Regions from separate parts of the Hordeum vulgare genome. Here region 2 is linked to region 1. The links are chromatin contacts, called in public Hi-C maps. All regions are on one chromosome and are shown on one strand. Each heading gives the region's core, a stretch centred on a gene start, on an enhancer-like site or on the middle of the called end of the contact. The rest is flanking DNA. Distances are from core to core; before and after follow the strand shown. Region 1 overlaps LOC123420577 (a long non-coding RNA gene). Region 2 has its middle 22 kb from the start of LOC123451652.

The links. A called contact is a pair of places that touch in the nucleus more often than the background predicts.
Region 2: a Hi-C map of leaf shows a contact between it and region 1, with 2.5 times the contacts expected there. The contact joins two enhancer-like sites. A contact is called at or near these places in 2 of 6 Hi-C or Micro-C datasets (leaf and seedling).

What each region holds. Positions count from the first base shown.
Region 1 is chr1H:507,459,086-507,465,823 of MorexV3_pseudomolecules_assembly, reverse strand. LOC123420577 (a long non-coding RNA gene) reads right to left here. Exons shown (of 2, transcript XR_006619147.1): 2 at 6,116-6,738. Among protein-coding and RNA genes, the nearest start is that of LOC123420577, 4.6 kb to the right of the region's middle. Within about 2 kb of position 3,338, at least 3 of the 3 cell types and tissues checked have open chromatin away from gene starts, as enhancers often do. A contact at or near this core is called in leaf and seedling, where this site is marked.
Region 2 is chr1H:507,553,293-507,560,030 of MorexV3_pseudomolecules_assembly, reverse strand. No RefSeq gene overlaps it. Among protein-coding and RNA genes, the nearest start is that of LOC123451652, 22 kb to the left of the region's middle. Within about 2 kb of position 3,455, at least 3 of the 3 cell types and tissues checked have open chromatin away from gene starts, as enhancers often do. A contact at or near this core is called in leaf and seedling, where this site is marked.

The DNA of each region.
Region 1 (6,738 bases), core at 2,089-4,588:
AGCATCTCCAGTTGAACTTAGCAAATCTGACCCCTGATATTTGTAAACATGCTCGATTAGCAATCGTACATGTTTGTTTTGAGTTCCCAATTATCTGTCTATAGAGCCACACTCCTTGTTAGCTTTTTATATGTCCGATCATTTACACATGATTGATGAAGTTAAAAAACAGAAAAAAAAATAATGAAAAGAGAGAAAAAAATAAATAAAGAAAAATGATGATTATATGTCTTATGTGACGGACTGACTGGGTATATACGCAAGACCTTATATTATGACAGTGTTTTTCTTCAATATGAGAGATCCGATTAGAATTAGATTATTCTTTTTCGTTTCCTTTTTTGTTCAATCAATGACCAACCATCCATGAACATACATGAGGCCTCGTTTGGTTAAGACGGATTGGGAAGGGTTTGAGAGGAAAATTCCCGAGGGCCCCAGAAACCCCACAGATCCTCGCGCGCCCATTTGGTAGGAGGGGTTTGCTTAGCCCAATCCCCTCCGTTCCCCTTCAATCCCTTCCTATCCATGTGTTTCAAAACCCTCCTCGGGGACTAGTGGAAGCAAAACCCCGGGGATTTAAGAGGATTGGGTGAAACAAAGGGATTCACCCAATCCCTTGAAATCCCTCCCTCTCAAAACCTCCCCAATCCCCCTTAACCAAACGAGGCCTGAAGGATCTGAAGATGCCGGGGTGTAGATGCTTCAAGAAGCATGAACCCTCGCACCACGGACATAACCTTGTATCTAATCTCAGCTAGAATAGAAACATGTGTACGTCCCTGCCCGGACTCGTGCCCTCGGCCATTTCCATTTAGATGGACGCACCGTCCTTTTCATCCATTCCGGGCAGGGCGCCACCGCCACCGCCACCGCCAGCGGTGGTTGATGGGTACGTGCTCCATCGTCGGCCCGCCCCCGTAAACTTTGCTCACCGGATTTTTGGGTAACCATCAGTGTCGTTCCGGGCTAAAATGAATAACGAATTAGTAGTACGTAAGTGAATTGACTTGGGCATTTTATTTTATTTCCCTGCATTGGAGTGCCACCGAGAAGAGAGGAAAACGATGGGTAGATCTAAGGTGGATTTCATGGTTTCTTCTACTAGGGCTAGGATGATTAGCCCAAGGCTGGCTGATTGACAAGTTGTTGTCCAAGAACGTCTATAGCCGGACGTTTCAAACCCTGCTTTCACGTTTGGATGGACGGATCGGTCAATAATCGATACAAAAATTAACCTAGACGGATGCCCAAACGTCCAGTCTGATTGATAATATTCAGTCTAACTATAGTCCGGATATGGGTAGCTCAGCCATGACCGGACGCGTCCGTTATGTCGGACATGACGGACCCGATAACCCGACCCGGCCACATATTGCATCAAATCACCCCCTCCTCCCGAGCTACCCATCCCATTTGGTATCTCTTCTTTTCTTTTTTATTCGCACGGGACGTCTCATAGCTCCAATGCCACCCTTACTCCACCATTGTTCCAAGCCTCAGCTTTGACAACACCGGCACAGCCGTCCCTCCATCCGAGCTCACCGCATGGACATCGTTGCCGACCCGGACGCCACTGAGGTACGTCCAACAACTTTCGGGCTGCACCTTGTCCTTGATGTGTTCGATACACTGTCCGACCATGTTTGTTTTTATAAATTTGTAGGGATAACAGTGGATTACGATGCTTCAGCGGAGAAGGTGTATGGACCAATGGAGCCTTATAAAATAATTGAAAATGACTTCTTTGATTCGTTTGAATCAAACGAAGAAACAGATATGATCATGCTCAGAGAAAATTGACTGACAAGGTGAAGCATATTCTGAACTTCAAGGCCTCAATTAAAGGGAGAAGAGTTAATGATCGCGATAGTGTCTCTGGAGCGCGACTGTTGTAAAGGGGCTACTTTGCTCAGGACCCAAATTTTCTGGATAATCCATGGTTTCACGAGCGTTTCAGATGCACAAACCATTGTTTTTGCACGTTGAGTTGAGACACATGGTGATTACTTCAACCCCACTAGGGATTGTAGCGACCAACTTTCTTTCCACGCTAAGCAGAAACGCACGACTGCTTTGTGGATGGTTGCACTTGTTATTGCAGCCGATGTCATTAATGAGATGGTCCGAATGAGGGAGAGCACATGCGTGAAAACTACTGTTAGGTTTGTCGGCGCCATGATACAGGTGTTTGGAGCAGAGTATCTGAAAGAACCAAATGTGTACAACACATAATTTTTTTTAGCTATTGGAGAGGCAAGGGTTTTCCAGGTATGCTCGGATCAATTGCTTGCATACATTGGTAATGGAAGAACTGACCCAAAGGTTTACGAGGAATGTACCAATGTCACACCAAATAGGCCACCATTATATTCGAAGTAGTGGCATCACATGACTTATGAATTTGGTACGCTTTCTTTGAAATACCGGGTTCTCACAATGACACCAATGTGCTTTAACAATCTCCCTTATTAAGGAGGCTCTGTAATGGGGAATCGCTGCCGTGCAACAGCTTCGTTTGGTGCGACATGGGATGTTTGTGAAGCATTGTTTCCAGATTTGCTTCAGTTGCCTTGTGATTTCACATGGCTTACTTATTTTCGATGGGCGGCGTTTGTGAAGACAATATACGAACTACAAGGCAACAAACAAAACCACTTTACAACAATGCAGAAAACAGCTAAGAATGATGTGGAGAGGGCATTCGAAATGCTTCAACCTCGTTGTAGAATTGTTCGTGGAAATGCAATAATGTGACAAACAAAAAACTTCATGGCAGGTAATGGCATGTTGTTTTATTTTACATAATATGATTGTCAAGGATGAGGGTGATGAGTATGACAAACCAATGATATCGAAGCGCCTGAAGAACAAGTACAAACCACGGAAGATCAAGACGCAAAATAGTTTATGAACTTTTTACAGATGCATCAGAATGTCTGAGGTCATCATGTGTACGCACAGCTATTCAGTGATCTTGTAAAGCATATATGGATCCGCAACGGAAACTAAAGAGCTAATGTTTGAATTATTTTTATGTAAGATCTATGTATTTTTTATATTAATATTTATTATTTATGTGTGATATTGACGTGTATGATGGACGGGCATGTATTTAAGAATCTAAATTTAAGGTATATGAGTGTTGGGTAGGATATATAAATAGCAGTCCGGCGTATAGGGTGTTAGATTTGCCCACTAGTGACACGTCACTGACACCTAACGTTAGTTAGGCTGGGTGTGGTACCTAACCTAACCTAGCTAGCCTCACCTGCGTGTGTGATGGAGTCGCGATCAACCAGTCGGCCAATTAGTGTCCCTACGGACTAGTAATGCTATGGCCTACCTGCATGCTTCCCGTTGACGTACGACAGCATGACGCGAGTAGGAGTGCATGTACTGTATATAGTAGTAGTACGTACAAAGTTTCTTCATTGTCCAATGGGAATCGTTTTCAACCGAATCGTTCGTCCGGTCGCGCGCGGGCCGGACGCCTCGCTGGCAGATTGCAATATTTTTTCGTCAAATTTGCTGCAACCGTGTTTTTTTTGATACAAACGTTTTTTATACAATATTTTTTTCTGTAAATTTGTTGCAACCAGCGTTATATTTGCTGCATATATGTTTGGTTGCAACTTCAGTTCTTCGAATTTTTCGTTACAATCGATGTTTTTTACTTTTGCTACAACCGTGTTAATTTTTGCTACAACCGGTTGCATCGAAGGAAAAATATTGCATGAAGAATTGAAGATCCAACGGTGCGAACGCACGGGGTTGATGGATCGTGCGGTCCGCGTGCGGTCGGACAAAAGTTTCGACCGGCGCACCCACGTAGAGCACTCCCCTTGTCCAATCGTCGAGATGGTCAACCGGTGGTTGGTCAAAGTCAAGTGCGCCAAACCCAGGCAGACGCCATGGCATGCTGCCAATCAATCCGGATCCGGCCGGCATGTCGGGCAAGACCGCTGGAATATCTGCCTCTCAGCCCATTCCTCTCTGCATCCTTATGTGTGTATGTATCGCATGGCTGCGTTTGGGCTGGTAACTGGTGCTTCACGTCGCTAGCTGGCGTTATAAAATGCAGACAACGATGTTCAGAGGCACGCACGAGGACAGTACGTCGGCATTTGCGTGAGCACGCACGTACGCTACTAGCTACTCTCTCTGTATCTAAACAAATATTACTTGTAATATATTTTTCTTCTGCAACGTTAAATACTTGTAGTTGGAGAGAAACCAGCAGGCAGGCTACAAAACCCTTGTCTTCCAATTCCAACGGACAGTTTCTCCCGATGGAAAATTGATAATGCGAAATCACGGACGGAACCATAACAAAATCCCAGCGCCTCTACGCGCTAGGTTTCAGACCTCGCCGACGCCGCGCAGCTTACCATCTCTGAAGGCAGCAAAGAGACCAGAGCACCACACCAACCGATATCACCGTTGCAGCACCTCGCCCGCGTAGGCGCAAACTGACCAAGATAAGAGCAACTCTAGCAGACCCCGCAAAACACGCAGACCCGTAAAAATTCCGGCGAAGCGAGACGGAGGAGTACGACCGACGGTGCGCGTCCTTCTCCTCCACTAGATGTTCATGCGCCGGGAGCTCCTCCTCCTCCGGCGCGGGCCTTCTCCCCGTGAAGAGGGAGTGGTCAGAGGAGCCGGAGGAGCCGGACGAGTTCGACTTCGTCCCCGTCAAGGAGGAGCCCAAGGAGCCTGGTTCACTCGGCTGCCGCGGAGTCGTCGGGCCGGAAGACTATGTCGCCGACGTCGACGCCGTTGCGGCCGCCATCGCCAAGCGGAGCCTGCGCGAGGAGGCGGAGCACCGACGTCACGCCGAGGAGCTCGAAGACCTCGAGTGGCGGCAGGCGGTCGACGCCAACCTCGCCGCCAAGGAGAAGTACGAGGAGTGGCGCCGCATCCGCGAGGAGCAGACGGCGAAGTACATCGACCTCTGCAGCTCCGGCGAGGAGGATTGAGCGTCCTTCTCCTCCACGGCGTCGTCCATTTGCTGCGACCTCGCCGCCGTCAGATCCGACCCCCTCTAGTACTAGTATTAACGTAGTATGTAGTATGAACTATGTTTGTAGTGTGTTGATCATGATCTATGTTCTCTCACGAAAGTGTTTTTTTCAAATTATGCAGTTCTAGATACGGTTTCTATTCGGCCGCGCTAGTTTTCGACCCGCAAACGCGATCTTCGTGAAACCGCAAACCCGTTTTGCAGGTCAAGTTTTTGCGGGGTCTGCTAGAGTTGCTCTAACATGGATGGAGCGCTAGCTGAATTGCACAGAATAGAACCAAGCACCCACACGAAACCAACATTCTGAAAGAAGAAACTGAGCAAGATAACATGACACCCTGTTTGGAATGGGTGTAAGTTTTTACAGGTGTATTTCTTTTACATGTGTAAATTACAGGTCACCTCTTGATTTCTATATAGAATGAAAACGATGGAAGAAGGTCTGTATCTTAAACCGGCCAGAAACGAGCTGAAACACTAATCCAAACAGGTCCTGAGTGGAGTAGTATATATCAAACCTCACTAGAAACAGTGGCAAATACTCCCTCTGTCCGTCCGAAAATAAGCGACTCAAGTTTATACTAACTTTATTACAAAATTAAGTCACTTAATTTGGGACGAGGGAGTACTAGCTAGTGCCAAGCGACCATGATGATGAGATATACTCCCTCTAGTATATAGTGGCATGCATGTCATATCCACACTTGCTTTTGACTTATGAGCGTGGCTGGCTCAATGGCAAGTGACACTTCCCCACCCTCGGCAACTCCAAGGACTTGCGGGACCGAGCCTGAGATTTTCGGTTAAAATTGGCACAAAATCAGAGGCATAAAATTCAAAATTCAAGAAAATGTATCAACTGAGCAGGAAGGACAGAAGGTGGATCCTGGAATTTCATAAATCTTTAATCAGGGTAGGGTTGCGTTTATCTATAGTTGGATTTACATGTTTTTTCAAGGTAATGCAAAAAAGGCTAATGCAGTTTGTGCAGTTGGTGAGCCCAGAGAATAACTTAACAGTCATGGTGAGTTCAGAACAAAAACTGAGGAGTCATTTTGGTTGGGACAAAAATTGGGGCAGGAATGAGAGACATGAGCGCGAAGAATTCATTATTGCGCAGCCAAACATATGGAACTGCAGGATTGCGTAGATGGGAAAAGTGTGTACAAAAGGCATGCTATACAGGGGAGAAGTATGATAAAAAAAACTAGAGAAGAAAAAAGGAACATACGAGGATTCATCAAGTTGGAAGTTACAGCAAAACAAAACTTAAAAGTTTGACCCAAGGGAGTTGGCTTTCATACAAGTAACTAAAGAAGAATATCAGATGTGTTTATGTGTTCTGAAGATTATGCAACTAAAATCTTTCCACTGGTCTAGTTTTTGTATGCCATCATGCTAAAGATGCAGTATATGTTGGAAACAGAGAAATGCAGGCGTTGACGGCCACAATCTGCGATAGGGACCATAACGCAGCTCGCATGGCCGCCTGCTCGTCTTCCTCTTATCCCTTGCTGTCTGAGAGGGCTCTCCAAGAATGGCTACTATTCGCACCATCCCCTTCTCTATCCCTCTCACATAAAGAAGCATGTCAAACAGTAGCACGAAACAAATTGACATCTCAAAGAGAAAACATCATTTGAACAAAGGAGAGATGTGGATATGTGAAGATTGGTTAGTGAATTACTACTTACTGAAAAGAAGCACATATTATC
Region 2 (6,738 bases), core at 2,206-4,705, 94 kb before region 1:
CTCCTCCTCTATCTCCGCCTCAAGTTCGGCGAAGAACCCGTGAGCCTACGCATGCTTCTGCCGAAGGAACTGCCGGTTGGCCTCCACGTTGGCCTCATCATGGATGGACTCCAGGATGGCCTGCTGCTCAGCCATCTCCTTGGCTTGGGAGACGACGAACTCTGCCTCCGCCATGTTGAACCCCAGAGTAGGCTGATCCGTCTCGTCTTCCTCCGGATTCGCCACCTCCATGCCTCCGTCTGTTGCTTCCCCTCCTCCTCCTCCGATTGTTGCTCCTCCTTCTCCGACTCCGATGAGTCTGGAAGCAGCCCGACAACAATGCAAGTGGCTCGACTAGCCTGGATCTCCTCCTTAACCTACCTCCAGCGCTTCGGCGTGAGCATCGCGTAGGTGGTGATCTTTCGTTGGACCATGGCGATGCCGGAGAGCGTGGAAGAGCATGAGAGCGGGGGAGAGGAAGCGGACAGGCTCGAGTGGCAGTGCAGAGAGAAAGGAGGTGGATGGGCTAGGGTTGGGGACACCGACCGGTTTAAATAGCCGGATTTGGCCTCGGACGATGAGCCGGAGTGGTGCCACGCGACGTTCACACCATGACGACGAAGGAGGCATTCGTCAGACCGCCAGGTTTTCGGACGATTCCGCATGGGACCCCATCGTTGGTCCTACATGGTGGGCGTGCTCTGGCGCCCCATATCCTCCCCATATTTGGGTTGGATATGAATGGAGTCGGTTAGTCCGAGCATTTGAAACGGCTTTGAGAGGTCCAGTTGGGTTGCGTTTTTGTGACCGGTCGGTGATCATATAGCCCGTCCGAACGTTTGAGACGAGTATGAAAGGTCCGATTATAGATGCTCTAAACATCATCTAGACAAAAATAGGTGCCACGTATTTTTCACATCAGCACTTATTTTTAATGGGCCCTAGCACCTATGGTCCAAAGTCTAAGAACTGTTAGGCTGGTCATAGTGATGACATCTTATAGCTTGTATCATTCATTTAGAAATAGCAAACATGTTGATGTAGCAGAGAACTAAAAGAGACAGAAATGATTAGAATGACATAGATAGATACTGTATAATGTTAAATGATATGCTACATTATGTCATGCATGAGAATACATAAGATCATATATTATACAACTCTATGATATATATTATAAAGATAGTATTATACATTAATACTATATGCATAATACTAGTATATGATATTCCCCACTACGAATAGCCTTAATGGTCCATATAATTGGCAATTTGGCATAAGTGATCTCCATCTCTACTAATCTTGCCCATATCCCTAGGTTAACGTTTTTAGGTCTACATCACTATAGGTGCGGTTGGACCATTGTCCTGAAAATCTTCTCTCTCCCAGCACCATATATATGAGATATGACGTTGCTTAATTCCTAACTCTTCCAGCAATCATTCCAATTAAATAATTCAGCTTCTGCATTTGCCAGAGATTGATACTCAGCTTATGTATTTGATATTGACAATGTGACTTGTTTTCTAGCATTTCACGCAATTATGTCATGTCCAAGAAATACATTAAGACCCCCAATTGATTTTCAATCAACGCTACAGCCCGCCCAATCAACATAAAAAAAAGGCAATAAACAAAAGTAGAGTTAGAACGCCTAAACTGAAGTCCCAAATTTATAGTATGCTTAACATATGGTACAATTTGCTCAATGGCTATCTAATGGGTGGCGATAAGTATACACGTACACATTGACAAACCATCTTAACATATATTTGGTCTTGACAAAGTCAAATATTATCGTGCTCCCACAACAGTTCTATATTTTGTGCTTTCGTCTTTCTGAAGGCCCCCCCTTCATATACTGGAAGATTTTTTGAAGAGGACACATGTGTGGATGAGAGCTTGCAGTCCTTCATCACCATGCGAGCTAGAACTTCAGCATTCCTGATTCAGTACTAACAGTCAATGCCATTTTTATACCCATTAACAGTCAACGCCATTTTTACCTCTTTGATCTTGTAGAAGGTCCCAGGTTTTGTGCCTCATGAATAAGAGTATCATTTATCCATTGTGGTTTTCATCTTGGGTCTCCAAGTGCATCATTTAATTTTGTTGCTTATTTTGCAATATCTAACATGCCACATTGAATATATAATGCCATATGTTTATATGGGTTAAAGTTTGATCACATATTTAACTAGCAAAATAGTAATACATGTCATCAAAGATTACATTTGTTGGATTCGTATTTGATAGTTCTTCAATTGTATTTCCTCCGTCTCAAAATAACTGTCTCAACTTTACACTAGCTCTAGTATAAAGTTATACTAAGCTTAAGAAACTTATTTTGAGACGGAGGAAGTATTATTTTCTACACATAACCTGTATTTAGACAGGCGATCTCTTTGATCCAGTCCGGTCCGGTCTGGGAGGAGATGATGATACACGGCGAGTCGACAAGATTCCTTGAAGATCTTGGCGCCAGTTTTTTAAAGTATTTGCGACAGATGAGTTTTCCATGAAGAAAAGTAAACGAAGGAATCATGAGCGTCCATACCAGCCTAGGGTCGATTCCAACACCGAGCTAGGGGAATCAGGGAGTGTCGACTTGGAGTCGAAGCCAGGGATTAATTCTCCGGCCCGCAAAAAAGAAAAGAAAAAAGAGAATCATTATTCGTTCATTCATGCGGGTTGTTGATTACCTTTGACACCGTTTGATCACGTCAGTTTCAACACTCATACTACTGCTCCACGTTTGATCATCAGGATTTGTCGTCAAGGAAGAAAAATATCATGAGAATGAGCACTTTTTACTTTGACTTGATGCATCAATCTTCAATGTGCCAAGAGACAGAACTAGAACAGCAGATGCTCTGCTCCACCATTGAGGGGGTACAAATTCATTCGCATGCAGTGAAAATCTTAATGATGGTAAGCTAGATTTTTTTTTTTTGCATTTTTTTTACCAAGGAGGCCTGGGCCCGCAGGACAGTGTGCAGTGAACACCCACTTCCTAGTTCCCTGCCTTGGTTTCGCGGCCAGTTTTCTGAAACTGCAGACGATTTGCTCGCATTCAGCAGGCCAGCCGACGGGGACACAGACCAACCGACCGGAGCACGGCTGACGGCTCCATTCCCATCACGCGGCGGTGCGGCGTCGCCTAGCTAGCGCCGCTAGCTAGGCGATCGACGACGACGAGGCGTCTGCTCTCCAGCCGGCGTGCAACTCGTAGTGTTACGCGTGTGGCGTTGGCAAAACGCATGCAGATGCAGGTCGCTTGTGCCGCGGCAGCTTTCGAACGTATGAACGCCGGGCGTGGGAACGCATGTGCCATCAGCCATGTTTGTCGGTCCTCACTCATAGTATATCGCACGAGTGCAACAGCGATTAATTAGTATCTGTCGCTGTCTGTGATCCCTGAAACATTCATGTCGACAGCAACAGATCGGCCGACGCTGATCTGCTACTAGCCACGCACTTGACGCCATCGATCTCCAGCCAGCCATTTTTCCCGGGAATTGCACATTTCCACAAGCAGTACGTCGATCGTCAGATGACAAAAGAGAGAAATTAAGTGTGAAATTGTAGCGGTCATAGGGTGTGAGCTGTGAGCCGCGACAGCAAGAAGCATGGTGTAAACTGCTGCCCCTGCAGCAGCGACATCAACACGCTTACACACGCGGCACTATCTTGTCCGACTGTCATCAGACGCTACGTGTTCATAAGATTTCAACATGTTGACAGTAAGGACTAAGGAGATCCGGGACTTACGGCTTAGAACATCTACGTCCGGATTCTTCAAACCATCATGGACTAAAGAGAGAAGGAAGAAACCGATCTAACCTAATCTCTCATATCACCCGTATTTGTTGGGGCTATTTATGAACCATCATATTCAGGATAAATATAAAAATGATATAGGGACTTGTGGATGCATCCGGTCAATCTGTCGTGTAGGACGCAACCTCACGTCGAACCATTTTTTTTGTATGCATTGTTTTCTTTTTTATTCTTTTCATCTTCACCAATCACGTGCAAGTGACCGGACATATGAGGAAGAAAAAGAAAAATATGATTGCACGAACGAACAAATACGGGTTCAAAACAGACATGATCGGTCACTGACCGGATGCATCCACGACGTTTGAGGTGTTGAGCTAGAGATACACGGCGATTGTATATGCTCTTAGGAAACACATGCGTTAGAGTATCTACATCCGTGATTGGCTAATTCGGCCCCTCAAACACCCACCGACGTGTTCGGGTCTGTGAGTAGGAACTGACCGGGCACGTCTCATGTTTGCCTTTTCACATCCGTGTATCTCATACAGGACATCATATATTCATACTACACATGCAACGTTGAGCTACTCTACGTGATCAAACATCAGACAATAAAATCGGATGCTAACAAACATAAGATTGACATCAAACATCACACAAATTAAAAGATCATCTTAAGTTCACCGGATATAGCTCTTAAATTTCTACAACTAAAAACAACATAAAGATATCGGGGGTGGGGGGGTGGGGGGATGACCACTTCCTCTTCGAGCCTTTGCAGTTTCAGTCGTTGGCACAACTGTAGCCATCCGCGGCTGGTGGAGGGTCTTGGTCGTCGGAGGAGGAGGTGCCGCTATCCCCATCATCGGAATCGAAGAGGACGATGAGCCCCTTCATCCGATGGACCACCCTCTCCCGCTCCCGCTTCAACTTGGCGATCTGAGCCGCCTCCGCCGCTGCCTCCTTCGCCACGAGCTCCAACTGCTCAATAGCAAGCCGGAGTGCGTTGGCGTTCTTCCGTCGGAGGCGGGGAACGTCCGTCTCTGCCGTTGAGACCGGCGGTACACTCATGCGAGGAGGTGTCCGTCCTCATTAGGCTCTACCGGCATACTGCGACGGCGACAGTCGGACTGCTCACTGCTTCCCTCTCCTTTGCACGCTGCCTCTCGTGACAGGCGGCGCGCGCCTCCGATTCTAGAGTGGACGTGCGGGCTAGCGGAGCGGGCACTAGAACCCATCGCTGCCCGCTTGGGGAAGCAACCGACAGGGGAAGAAGACGTCACGGGGCCGGTGCGGGCTGCGCTATCTTGTTGGAGCTACACACATGCCAGGAGGGTCCAGCTTTGGCGAGGGAGCCACGGCGACGCTGCAGATTCAGAGCTGTCGCCGGTGTCTAGCTTGTACTGCTCCAAGGCAATGTGGAGACCCAACTCCTCGTCGTAGTCGACGTCAGAGTTGTCGGAGTCCGAGCGACTGCCGGATTTCGACATCGGAGTGGATGTGATCGAAATTGGAGAGGGAAAGGAGAGGGTGGAGCGAGAGCGAGTGAGCTAGGACGACACTAGTACTCCCATCCATATATTGGTTTCATAACTCTCTCTGTATAATGCTCCCATCCACATGCATTCCTCCTTAAATGTGATGCGTGTCTTTTTTAGTTAGTTAGTAGAAAACTGTTTTGCATGGCCTTTATAATGATTGCTTTAAAGGGAGGATAAGCTATGATATAATTGGCTAAAAAATCTGAAGGGACTAAGAGCTACTACAACAGGACGCCTCAAACGCCGGCGGTCACTGCATGGGCGCCTCCACGGAAGTTTAGGCGGCATATTTGTTATGTCCGACTGTAGATGCTCTAACATCCCTGGCCCACTCACCTCATGTCTTGGTTGTAGAGCTCTTCCTAGCAATCTCAATACACCAGACCGGGGGTAGTATTGTCATTTGCTAACACACTAAATAGGATTTGCATGTTGCTTTTTAAAAGTTATTGACATGGAAAATTTACATAGTGGTTGGCTCTTCCCAATCTTCCAAATGGGCCAAACAAGGGTAATTATGACAATTAATTTTTGATTTAATATTCTTCATCCAATCTTCATACACCTAGGTTATGATGCAACTCCTTCAACTACCCACGTTGGAAGTAACATAGGTAGTAACACACTCCTTGTGTACCACAATATTTGTTGTTGGGGAGAACTAGACTATTTCTTCTCAACAACAAATATTTAGGAACAAAGGGAATAGATGTCACCTAAGCGAAAAATATGACGTGACAACTAATGAATGAGAAAAGATAAAAAATGAGTGACATAGCTAGTTACTCATACTATGAGGCTGGCCATAGTGGTGGTATCTTAGCTAGTATCATGCACTTGGGAATTGTAAACATGCTGACGTGGCAGAGAATTAAAGATGAGAGAGAGGATTAGAGTACCATGGATAGATATTGTATCATGTTAAATCTTGTATCATTTTGTGTCATGCATGTCAATAAATAAGACCATATATGATACTACTCTATGCTACTAGGCACTATGAAGACAATACCATACACTAGTGTCATATGCATGATACAAGTATATGATACTTCCCACTATGAGTAGCGTGAGTAACATAACACATATCAAGACAAGATGAGTCTACAAACTAATAAATGAAAGGTTCAATGTTACTACGCCCTCTGATGGGGTTATAGTCCTAGGGTAGGGTCATAGGCCTGCCCTATGGGTCCTACCCAAGGACTACCCTTCATAAAGCATAAGGCCCTTAGTCAGTTCCGACTGAATTAAGGACTTCCCATCATCCAGTCGGTGACGATTCCAGCATCATCCAGTTGGAGATGAGCATTCGGAGCATATCAAACTTACCGACTCGATTCCACTCTGTACATCGTAACCCCCCTGGAGGGCAACAGTCATACGTTTCTATGTACCTTTATTAGCATTTAAGACATACGTTACCTATAACGTA